Linked DNA regions of Mus musculus: region 1 is linked to region 2. The links are chromatin contacts, called in public Hi-C maps. All regions are on one chromosome and are shown on one strand. The core of a region is the stretch at or near the end of the contact, and the rest is flanking DNA. Distances in the headings are between cores, read along the strand shown.

Region 1 (6,185 bases), core at 173-2,672, 89 kb after region 2:
CTCATGTTGGTTCGTGGTAGGTCTCAGACTTTCTATGAATAGATGTCCTCTGGCCCAAGCCTATCTATTGGTTCACAGAACAATCACAGGAGAGGGGCATGGAAAAGTTCTTCTGGCACAGGAAAGCATAGGGACATTGAGGGAAGCAAGAGCACATGGAGAGGGTGTGGATGGTCTTAGCCTTGCAGACACTGGGGCTGGACGATTCATAATGAAGGGACTTTCCTGTGCACTGTCCCAGCATCTCAGGTCTCTGCCCACTAGATAGCAGTAGCAACCATAACCTCTAGTTGTGAAATGCAAGATGGCTTTACCCCTGGGCATTTGCCTCTAGCTGAGAACCACTGGTACAGCTGAAGACAATTTCGGGTGGACTGCTCAAATCTGAGTATGTCTACTTCTATTTTCTCCAGGCGGGAAAGACCCCCACGGACCTGGTCCAGCTCTGGCAAGCAGACACCCGGCATGCCCTGGAGCATCCCGAGCCAGAATCAGAGCAGAACGGACTGGAGAGGCCTGGGAGTGGCCGTGAGACACCTCAGCCTATACCAGCCCAGTAAATACCTACCCGGAGCTGGGCACCCAACCCCCTACTATGAGCTGCCTGCAGCCAGTCTAGCAGGAACACCCCTAGATGCAACACAATAAAGTGCTGGCTTTGCTATTTGTGGCGTTTGTCTCTGTTCGTGCTCCAAACACGTAAGAGCAAAGACTGGATGCTAGAGTGAGCTTGGGAACGCAGGAAATGTGGAGTCCCTTGGGTCCTGAATTAGTAGGTCTCCCGACGCTGGCCTGGCCTTGCTTTGTCCCTCTCATCCTGCTTTTCTTTCCTAATCCCTGGGGCCGCGATTGTGGTATGTTTCACACTGTGGCATACTCATCTTCTGCTCCTATCTTCAAGACTGTTCCATGGAGCTGTGTGTCCCTGTGTGGCCAGCAGAGGGCTAACACGTGACGGCCCTTGGCAGCCACTTGTAGACAGGAGGAGTGATTTTTCACAACTGCTTCTGGAAGAGCAAGTGGTTGGCTACAGTAGGGCGGGGCCAGGCCAGCTCAACCAATCAGTTCCGTCATGTTCAGCCAGCCTGGAAACGGAGGGTGTGCGTGTTGGGGTCGGGGGTAAGGGTGGGGTGGGTGGCTCCAGGCCCTGGCGCTGGGTAAAGAGGTCCCTGTCAGAGACTGTTTTTAGTGTTGAAACCCCAAGGGCCAGCTCTCTTTTAGGCCGTAATTGTGGCGTTTCTCCAGCGGCTTTCCAGCAGGGAAGAAAGCCGGCCTGGAGACTCTCTAGACCCGCCCCCGACCTGGGACACCCAGTGCAAAGCTGCACGCTCCCAAGCCATGCCCACAGGTTGTGGTGGGAACACAAAATTTTAACTGTGTATGTAGATCATTAACAGAGCGGGGAGGAAGGAGTCCAAACTCAGTTCCCCTGTGGTCACAGACAGCTGAGGCTCCAGACCTCCCGCAGAAATGCTGGGCCCCCAAATTTGGGCCTCCATGAGGCAGGGTCTGAGCAGGGGCTTGTCTAGGAATGTGAAGGGCAAGAAGGTAGACATTGCCGGCATCTACCCACCCGTGACCACCCCATTCACCGCCACCGCAGAGGTAGACTATGGGAAACTGGAAGAGAACCTGAACAGACTGGCCACCTTCCCCTTTCGAGGTAAGAGGGAAGTTGGGGAGCCAGATCCAGGAGGGTGGGGAGCTGTGGGGAAGCTCTGGCACTTTGGACAGAGCCTCACCTGCCTTTGTTTCCCCATCTGGGAAGGGCTAAGGCACCTTCTTTACTCCCAGGGTTATTGTAGTGAAAACATGGGGCAGTGAATGGGGGCATCCTTGTCTCTCAGGCCCGCTTGCTGATGGGAAGGCGCTAGCCAGGTCACACAGGAGGGCAGCCTGTTTTCAGCCTCCTTCCCCCTGGAGCCTGCCTGGGGGCTCAATGTGCTGGATCCTCTGATCCACCTCTTGTTTTAACCTGGGTCCTCTCCTTGAGGCCACGGACTACATCCTATGTGAGATTCATCTGCCTCACAGACATAGGTCCAGTAAGAGAAGGTAGAAAAGGGCAGTCCCCTGCCCTGCTCCATCCCATTCCACCCACCCAGAGCAATTCCTGGTCAGTGCTGTCAATGACACCATCTTGTAGGAGGGAACGTGGGCTCCCAGAGATGTGGTCACTGTCTAAAGCCACTCAGCTAACACATAGCTGAGCTGAGACTTGAACTGCTGACTAGAAGCTCTGTTCTGCCCACTGATTCTAAGTTGTGGGATCTATCTAAGACTATCCCTACAAATGTCGTTTGGTGGGTACCAGCTTGGAAAATGGCTTCCCTCTGACTGAGAAGAAGGTACAAGCTAGCAGCTAGGATAGTGGACTCTAGTTTCCAGTTGCAGTTTTGCCAGTGGTCTTACTCCGTGGGATACTCTAGCCCTGTTTCCCCATATGACACACGGGAGTGATAATGCTCTTGCTGTGGGGCAGCCAGAAGAAGAATCTGGAAGAATGTGAAGAAAAAGAATGGTATAGATTCTATAGTGCTATAGATTGGAAGGGATAGACTCTTGGGAAGTCTCAAACCCTGGGAGAACTATCTGAAGGATCTATTTAATATATCAAAGCGGACCTGGCTGCCAGGTTCTCCCAGCCTCCTTCAGTCCCTACCTGTTACAGGTATGGCTGGCATACCCCACCCTCTAGTTCCCTCTTTCCCCAACTCTCCAGCTCGGGGGCTGGGCTGCCCTATCCCAGAGGCTCTTCTCTGTAGAGTGCAGCCATTTTGGTTATCCACCCCTTTCTTTTACATCTTGGCCCCTGCACCTGATTCCCTTCCCTCCCATCCCCCGTCCCCTCCTTCCTCTCCTCAGTGGCTCAGGGTCCTGGTCACTCTGGACTCTCCCAGATGTTTCTGCCTCTGGCTATGCTCTCCCTTTGACCTACAATGAACTTTTCCCTCCACCACACCTAGGAGCAGTCATGCCCTTTTTCAGTTTTTATTTTTTTTTTTATTTTTTCATTCAACACTGTAGCAAAACTGCTTGGTGCTTGGTGACAGTGACCACTGGCCCAGGTGAGCCCACTTCATAGCTCAGGACCCAGATGATGTTTGTGAAGGGACAGTGGCCTTTGGGTGCACGTTCTGAGTGAGCAGGGGATAGCATGGCTACTAGAACTTGCTTATGCTGGCCTGGAGGGATAACCCTTAGCTTCAAATTGAACACTGTGCTTCAGCTTAAAGATCAAGGACACTTAGTGTAGGGGCCAGAAGACTGGCTTCTGTATCCATTGTGTTTCTGAAATCCTGTATTTAGGATTTCACAGAGATCTCCACAGTTGTCTTTGAATTCCCCCTTTGTCTCTCTAACTCATGCAACCAGCATCGGGTGCCCTGGGCAGGTTTGTTGTTTGGTTGGTTGGTAGAGGGAAGGATTTGGCTTCTGGGTTCCTGATGCTGTCTGATTCCTCCATTCACCACATAGCAGGAGATTGGGGCTTTGGGAGGAAGGCGACCAATCTCTGAAGTTGGAAGACTCCTCCTCTGGCTATTATAGCAACTGAGAAATCACACTCAGGCTGGAGAGATGGCTCAGACATTAAAGGCTAGGCTCACAACCAAAAATATAAGAGAAATCACACTCCCTCTGTAGTCCAGTTTCCTTACTTGAGAATAGGAGCTAAGCCCTCAGGATCTTAGCCAGTGGCTCAGTATAATTCCCCCAAGATAGGCAGCCAAGATAGGCTGGCACAGAGGACGAAGAGTCAGGGGTGTCTTTTCAAGGTTCTTGCACTTAGCCAAACATTGATATTTCTCTTTCTGGAATAGACCTTGCAATCTTAACACTCAGGAGAAGATAAAGACAGTTGCCAAATGCTATTGCTACTTTGTATCAGTGTGGGTAACAAGCCCTCCAAAGAGGTGGGAACCTGCCCTTGGTGCTTCAATGAACACAGAATATTCTTGAAGGCTTAGTCTGAGACTGTGAAGTTATTTGTTTTGATTTGTTTTTTTTTGAGACGGGGTTTTTTTCTGTGTAGTCCCGGTTGTCCTGGAATTCCCTCTGTAGACCAGGCTGGCCTCGAACTCAGAGATCCCTGCCTCTGCCTCTCAAATGCTGATAAAGTATTGTTAATTTGTGATTGTTTAAATGAAGAGTATTCCTTTAAAATAAAAGTTAAGGACGAGATGGCACACTGGGTAACGGCTCTTGCTGTCAAGCGATTTGTTAAGTCCAATCTCCAGAATCTATGTAAGGTGGAAGGGGAGAACTAGTTTCTACAAGCTATCCTTTGACCTCCACGTGCATGCCATGGTACACATGTCTCTCCCCTCCCACAAATAAATAAGTGTAAAAGGCATTTTGGGGGGACAGATTAACTAATACTTTATCAAATGTGTTAAAAAAAACCCACAATTATTAATAAAAGGACCATGCAAAACCTTTAGCCTCTGTTTATGGAAAATACATGTCAGTTCTGGGTCACAATTGTTCTGTTGAACTACCAAAAAAACAAATCATAAGAAAGTATTGAAAAGCTATGCAATGGCTGCTTTTAGTGTCAGCTACAACAGACCAACCCCCATTAGCTGTTTTGGAAAGTGAAAGTGGGCCTTAGTTTGTAGATAAGGGATGTCTCCAGTAGTTAAGAAAATTATAGGGGGCTGGAGAGATGGCTCAGGGGTTAAGAGCACTGATTGCTCTTCCAGAGGCCCTGAGTTCAATTCCCAGCAACCACATGGTGGCTCACAACCATCTGTAATGGGATCTGATATCTTCTTCTGGTGTGTCTGAAGACAGCGACAGTGTACTCACATACATAAAATAAACAAATAAATCTTAAAAAAAAGAAAAGAAAAAGAAAATTATAAACTCTGCAAAAGTTTGTCAGTCTTATATAGAAGCAGGAAATGGTGTCAGCACCACAGTAGGCATGGGTCTGCTCTTATGTTTTCCTATCTTGTGCAGCATGCAGACTTGATGTTGTGCTCAGCTATAAAAATGAACCTTGAATAAAGGTTTTTATAATCATAAGTTTTAAAAAAAAATTTAAGTAAAGGACTGGAGAGCACTGACTGCCCTTCCAGAGGTTCTGAGTTCAATTCCCAGCAACCACGTGGCATCTCACAACCATCTGTAATGGGATCTGATGCCCTCTTCTGGTGTGTCTAAAGACAGAAACAATGTACTCACATACATAATAAATACATGAATAAGTAAATAAATCCTTTAAAAAAATTAAGTAAAATAAAAGTTATAACCAAATATGGTGTGCCTAAGCCGTACTCGAGCAATGACAGTATTGATAAACTAGGAAGGGGGAATCTCATGGATTCTATCCTCAAGACAGAGACAGTTAACTACTGACTGCCAAGAGAGGGAGAATTAGCCTCTGCCAGGATGAACCTTAATTAGTTTTCCAGTGCCAAGTGGTCAGCCTTGAAGTCATGGACATATGGACTCTGCAGGTTGTATTTCTGATATGCAATGGTTATATGTATATCTGTGTCTATGTGTGTGTATGTGTATATATATATATACACATATATGTAATAATAGAGAAAAAGAGAGCCGGGCGTGGTGGCACACGCCTTTAATTCCAGCACTCGGGAGACAGAGGCAGGAGGATTTCTGAGTTCGAGGCCAGCCTGGTCTACAAAGTGAGTTCCAGGACAGCCAGGGCTATACAGAGAAACCTCATCTTAAAGCAAAAACAAAAACAAAAACAGAAAAAGAAAAAGAAAGAAAAACAACAAAATAAACCCAAAACAAAACAAAACAAAAAAAGAAAAGAAAAAGAGGCCATCTGTCTGAGGAGGAGAGAGAGGAGAGACATGGAAAAGGTTGGAGGGGAGAAATAGAAGAGGAAAGTGATGTAATTATATTTTTATTTAAGTTTTTTATTAAAAATAAAACTTTTAGCACATTATAACCAAAGGCCAGCAGGAAGAGTTGACCAGGAGGGCCAGTGGCCCTGGACTTACACCTGTCAATAGTCTCACAGGTGGACTTTGAGTTGTTATTTCCAGTGAGGTCAGTGGACAATCACAGGGCTATTTCAGCAAGGCTGGAGAGGTAAGGTCCCCAAAGCTTCTAGCTGTGCCTTATTCCTTCCCCACATAGAATCGACCAGAGTTTCTTCTCAAAGAGAAAACATTTTTGTGTATATAAAAAGCATTACTTCTTTAAAG
Region 2 (5,667 bases), core at 3,095-5,594:
GGAGACTCTGACAGACAGCAACAACTTCACTGGACTCTGTAACCATATTCCCTGTGGAGGATAACGTCAGAATTCTCCTTAGGGTTTTCTGTAAAGCACTTCCAGGTCTAGGGGTGTTTTGCCACCATGTCTGTGTACCGTGTGCATGCTTAGTGCCAACGGTGCCAGAAGAGGGCATCGGGGTCCCTGTGACTATAGTGACAGACATTTGTGAGTTGCCATGTGGGTTCTGGGAGCTGAACCAGGGTCCTTGGGAAGGGTTTTATGTATCCAAGATGTCCATGCATTTCTGATCTTCCTACCTATCTCCACATCTGAGTGTTGGTATACAGGCAGGAAGACCTTGCCTATCTGATTCAGTGCTGGGGATGTGGCCCGGTGTTGCATGTGTTCTAGACAGTGCTCTACCAACTAAGCGACATGCCCAGCTCACGGTGCAACTTTTATACACACAGATAGAACAACAAGATCTCTAAAATAGAGCTGCGGGGCAGAGGATGTGTACTGTGTAATTCAAGAAGAGTAGCTCATTCAGTTTTTTGAAGATAATGAGACTGACAGAGTTGGACTGAAATCCAAGTATCAGACTTTTCTTTCTTTTATTTTTAACGTTTACCATGTCCACAAGAAAAATTTTTTTTTCATGTTTCAAATATTGGTTACCGGAAAGGAAGTGAAAGGGAGAAGAGGGAGAGGGTAGATACTGTGTGCCACACGGGATTAGAAGAATAGCTTTTGTGGGTGTGCACGGTCTCTGAATCAGCTACGAGGGTGAGCCAGGAAGCCCCGAGGATCCTCCCAAGAGATATAGTGTTCAACAGGATAACTAAGGATGACAACGGTTTCTAGAATATTGCAAAATACCAACTAGAAATGACTCTCAAGACTTCCGAGACACCAAAAGGGTTGATATGTAAGCTAACCGTAGACCACTTCCTTTCTTATGGTGTATTTGGATGAAACACCGAACTGTACAACCATAAATGTACATCCGCTTACTGTATAGCTATATTAATATAACCATATAAACAATCACTAGATATTGGTTTTAAAGAGCTTACCATGTCACTGCTACGTACAACTACAATTACAACTTACAGGCCCTAGACCAGGGTTCCATTTAGTCCTGCCCCTTGATGAGTGTTACTGCTACTTACCTTTGTTTGCTTGACAGAGATGCTGCAGTAGCAGAGGCAGTGTCTCCTTGACAATGCTGGGATGTGTTGAAACAGCTGACAAAGCTTGCAGACAGCGGAAATGCCGGGAACATTTGGTGGGACCATCTGCTCTAGCCACATCTGACTCCCCTGAAAGCAATTGGTGAGATAAGTTTTCCCTGTGTGGTGGTGTGAAGGCCCTCTCAGAAAGCCCTGCTGGCAAGGGTTGGAACAGTTAGGACACATACCTTTATGCAGCTCCTCAGCAAGCTTGGGGAGCAAGTGTCTGCTGAAGGCTCCAGGATACAGAGTGGCCAGGGTTCCTGATGCCTCCAGTGCGGCCACCCTACTGGGGACAATGAACAGCATTAGCAGAGCCTTGGCCCATCCCTCTCTTCCCAAGGCCTGGGAGCAGGAAGCTCCACGAGAATGGGCTATCATGGATACCTTGCTGAAGAGCAAGACCCAAGTCCTACAACACTTGGTTGGACAGGACTTCTTTTTTTGTTTTTGTATCGTTTTTGTTTTTTGTTTTTTCCTTCTTTTTGAGCCAGTGTTTCTTTGTGTAGCCCTAGTTGTCTTAGAACTCTCTGTAGACTAGGTTGAGGTCAAACTCACAGAGATCGGCCTTCCTCTGCCCTCTGAGTGCTAGGATTAAAGGCTTGTGCCATTGTCTTTCTGACCACTCAGGAGCCATAACACACAGCACAGAACTCTGGCCCTGGCTGCATCTGCTGCTACTGATACAGAGGTGGGGAACAACTGCCCAGGATACCTCAACTGCTTTAGATTCTCACCAACTCTGGGAATCTTCCTCCAGGAAGGTCAGTCGGTACAGGTGACCTACTGCCAGCTCCAAGTCCTCAGCAGACAGGAGACCTGCAGTTAGAGAGAACACAACCTGCATCTGTGTGTCCTTGTAGCCACCGCCCTCCCAGGAAATCCTAGGAGAAATTACAGCACCCAGTGCCGCAGTGAGGACAGGGAAACACTGCTCTTCACTCAAGACAGAGAATGCAAGGAGGGATCAATGCCCTCCTTGTCCTTTCTCCTGTGACATGTACCTGGCTGGGCACCCAAGACTGTGAGCGTCCGGATGCCAACAAGCTGAAGCTGGGTGCTGGGGTCTGTTAGAGCCATGAACACCAATGAGCATAGCTGGTCTTTGAAGCTACTCAGAGGCCTTTCATCTAGGAGAGACAAAGGCCAGGTCAGACGCGCTCACACCCATCCCTGACTGCAGTGCTGCAGACAACGTTGGGCAGATTTTAAGAGCTGGGATTCTAGGAGACATGCATTGGAAAATGGCAATGCCATCAGTATAATATTGCACTGCAGCCTATGAACATGGCCACTCTCCTGGACTCCTCTCTAGTACTCTGTCCTGCTGTACTTCTGGGCTACAAGGCTCAATAACTGCCCAGGATACCTCACTCCAAGTGACCTCACCTCTGTCTTCATAGCTCCATTTCTGCTGTAGCTTTAGGAATCCCAGGATCATTTCAAGGATTGTCCGACGCTGGTTGCTCTGTGATATTTCAAGGAATACTGGGGTTAGAGACTATGTTAAAGGATTTCAGCTCTGCTATTCTAACAATGAACCTTTTACTTAAGACAGAGACTATGTGAGAGTAAACAAGGGAACAAGCTAAGGCTAACAGAAAACCCAGATCTATCTGAGACCAAACTAGAGTATCAGTCTCTCCAAGAAAGGGACCACAGGCACCCAAGTCTCATCTGTCGCCCTTACCTGGCTGTGCTTGTGGAACTGTTCCAGCAGCAAGGGAAGCACGTTGCTGGTGAGGTGCTCACAGGCCCGGGCAGACGCACCTGCAGCTGCCTGCAACAGCTTAGCGCTAGGCCATACAAGTTTCATGTCTGGTTCACATAGATGGTGCCTGCAGTCTAGAGAGGCAGCAATCACAGACCTGGGGAGTAGGCCAAATATTGCCTGTTTCCCCTTTAATCATAGAGGTTGGAAACTGACACCTGGAACTATTTGCTATCAGTTAGCCTCTAACTGCTCTCAATACAAGTAGGGCTGCAGCCCCCAAATTATTGGACATGTGGGAGCCACCCATAAAGGACCACTGGCCCAAAGGAATATCAGCTCTAAGGTGCTCACTCCCTTCGCTGGCTCCACAGTCCCATTACCTTGAAGGATGTTGCTGAGGAAGGAACCAAGGAGGTCCTCAGCATCAGCTCTCAGCACAGAGCAGGACAGACACGCAGTCAGGGAGTGGAGAGCTGCCAGGCCCTCTGCCTCTACTCGCTCACTAGCAGTCTGGAAAACCTGTCAGGAAGGGATCCCATGGCTACTGAGGTGAGCTTGTACCAGCTAAGTCCCCACCACTCCACTGCCTTTCTTCTTGGGGTGCAGAAGAATATGTACTTGAGAATGTTTGGGGCACAGCAATGAAAATTAAAAACCCAATCTACTAGTATCATCTTGGTTGGTTATATGTTCAACAAGTCTTTTACCCCACTAGGAATGACATACTGCAAGAAACAGTTACCCACATAGAATAGAGATTATTGTGACCCTTATTTAAGTCTCTTTCTCTCTCTTTACATTCAGATGGTGCCAGACCTATGCTCCTTGCCATGACAGAACAAGAAGCAGGCATTGTACAAAGGTGGCCATGTATTGTCACCAAGCAGGAAGCCCTCAAAAGAGAACTGCCCTCTTTGACATTCAACTGGAAATCTTTCTATCCCCTTGCTTGTTCACTGAAAAGAACACACACAGCGTCTTGACCCTGGGAGACAGGAAAAAGGACAGGCAAGGGCCATTACTTCTCCTCAACTAACACCAGTGAGTTCAAGTAACCAACACTCACCTCTCTACGGATGGAAGCCCAAAGGCTGGGCAGGAAGTCCTTCAGCTCCTTCTGTCCATACACAGCACAGCAAGCATTCTGCCAAAAGAACCACAGCCATTAGCTAGCTCACGCTCAAGGTGCTCCAGGATACATGGGCACCTAAATATGGTGGATTCTCAGCAGGGAAACCTTCAAGGTGTCCTAACAGTTCTACTGAGTGCTGAGAAAAGATCTCAGCCTATTTCTTATTGAAAGTACAAGGCTGATGACAAAGCCCAGTGAAAGAGTGCTTGCTTACCTAGGATACATGAAGCTCTGGGTTCAATTACTAGCACCCATCCTCCACTAAGACAAAGTCTGCATTAGCAACACACATTAATCTTATTAATTGGGAAGTGGAAGTAAAAAGATTAGGCCAGCCTGACCTGAGAGACCCTTTCTCAAACATCCAAAAAGAAAAAGAACACTGACCAGTTCTTAGCTACACAGAGTAAGACAGTATGAATGTAATACAGTGCTTAGATAAACATTATAAGCCTAAGTCCTGGCCCCTGAGGCACATGAACTGACCCCCGGCTGTCCACGAAGCTGCACTTTAGTATCACTAACCTGTGCAGAGATAGCCGGATCCTCCAAGGAGAAACACTCACCAGAGTTTGCAGAGAATCCAGCTTGGCACTTAAAATCTCCGAATCCACTTTCTCAATTAGCAGAGGCAGTAAGAACTGTAGCAAAGGAGGAAAAAGCAGACGCCTGAGAGAATATTTTAGCCATCAGAACCAATGCCCATATTATCATCAGCCCTAAGAGACAGGTGCTATACCAAGGAGTGGGGTTCAGGTCACGAGTTACAACTGTAACCAACATTCCTGCTACGCTGTGGGACTTAAGAAATAGGTACGTTAGCAAAGCTGATGTGTGTGAAGTACGCTGTCTACAGAAGACATCAGTATTTTAGGGGATGAAATGATGACGTTTTCAATGCTGAAAGTCTGAAAGTATTTGACATATAAGACACTTATAGAACATCAACCCTAAGATACATAATGGAGCATTCTATCTCCTTATGCTTTTACTTTCCAAAAAACTTGTTGTTATAATTTTGTTTTACGTGTATAAATGTTTGCTTGCAGGCACGTCAGTATATCACATGCATGTCTGATGCCATGCAGGCCAGAAAGGTGTGTTGTATCATCTGGAACTAGAGTGACAGATGGCCGTGAGCCACCATGGGGTACTGGGAATCCCACCTGGGTTCTCTGGAGGAGCAGCCAGTGCTCTTACTGCTGAGCCCTGAGCAGACCCCCACACGGCTCTTTCTTCGGAGCGTTCTCTGGGCAGAGACTGTTACATTAGAGCAGACCCACCTCGGCAAAGCGCGGTGTAGACGCCAGCACAGCACGGAGACTCAGGATGAGATCCTCTCTCTGGATGCCATAAGGATCGTTAGGCGGCTGAAAATGGAAAGGAACCATGGCTTTGTACAATTTTCAGGCCACCCTTGGACATAAGTCTGAACCTGGCAAGCCTGCAGAACAGGCAATCCTTAGACACAATCTAGCACAATCATACACCACGAGCCCCAGCAAAAAAACTTGCTCACTCTTAACATATTTTTGTCTTTAGGCATTTATTTTATTTTTCGGTTTCTTGAGAGTTTTTCTAAGTAGCCCTGGCTCTCCTGGAAC

The links. Hi-C and Micro-C count contacts between places; a contact is called where the count stands out from the background.
Region 1: a contact with region 2 is called in a Hi-C map of rod photoreceptor, with 4 times the contacts expected there. The contact joins the promoter of Hoga1 here to the enhancer-like site in region 2. A contact is called at or near these places in 15 of 39 promoter capture datasets (3T3-L1-derived adipocytes, the HPC-7 cell line, HPC-7-derived erythroid cells and 9 more), 16 of 484 Hi-C or Micro-C datasets (ECoMG myeloid progenitors, bone marrow-derived dendritic cells, bone marrow-derived macrophages and 11 more), 1 of 115 datasets of contacts at active chromatin or transcription factors (the HPC-7 cell line) and 3 of 9 other capture datasets (adipose tissue, liver and pancreatic islet).

The regions. Positions count from the first base shown.
Region 1 is chr19:42,044,448-42,050,632 of GRCm38.p6, forward strand. Hoga1 (4-hydroxy-2-oxoglutarate aldolase 1) reads left to right here and starts at 1,423. Exons shown (of 7, transcript NM_026152.2): 1 at 1,423-1,663. The coding sequence starts at 1,471. It overlaps Ankrd2 (ankyrin repeat domain 2 (stretch responsive muscle)), which reads left to right. Exons shown (of 9, transcript NM_020033.2): 9 at 414-663. The coding sequence ends at 560.
Region 2 is chr19:41,952,512-41,958,178 of GRCm38.p6, forward strand. Mms19 (MMS19 cytosolic iron-sulfur assembly component) reads right to left here. Exons shown (of 31, transcript NM_028152.3): 9 at 5,347-5,433; 10 at 4,630-4,704; 11 at 3,998-4,075; 12 at 3,312-3,450; 13 at 2,908-3,062; 14 at 2,607-2,685; 15 at 2,222-2,347; 16 at 1,955-2,036; 17 at 1,406-1,506; 18 at 1,158-1,307; 19 at 1-51. Among named protein-coding and RNA genes, the nearest start is that of Zdhhc16, 22 kb to the left of the region's middle. Within about 2 kb of position 4,345, at least 2 of the 459 cell types and tissues checked have an H3K27ac peak or open chromatin away from gene starts, as enhancers often do. A contact at or near this core is called in rod photoreceptor, where this site is marked.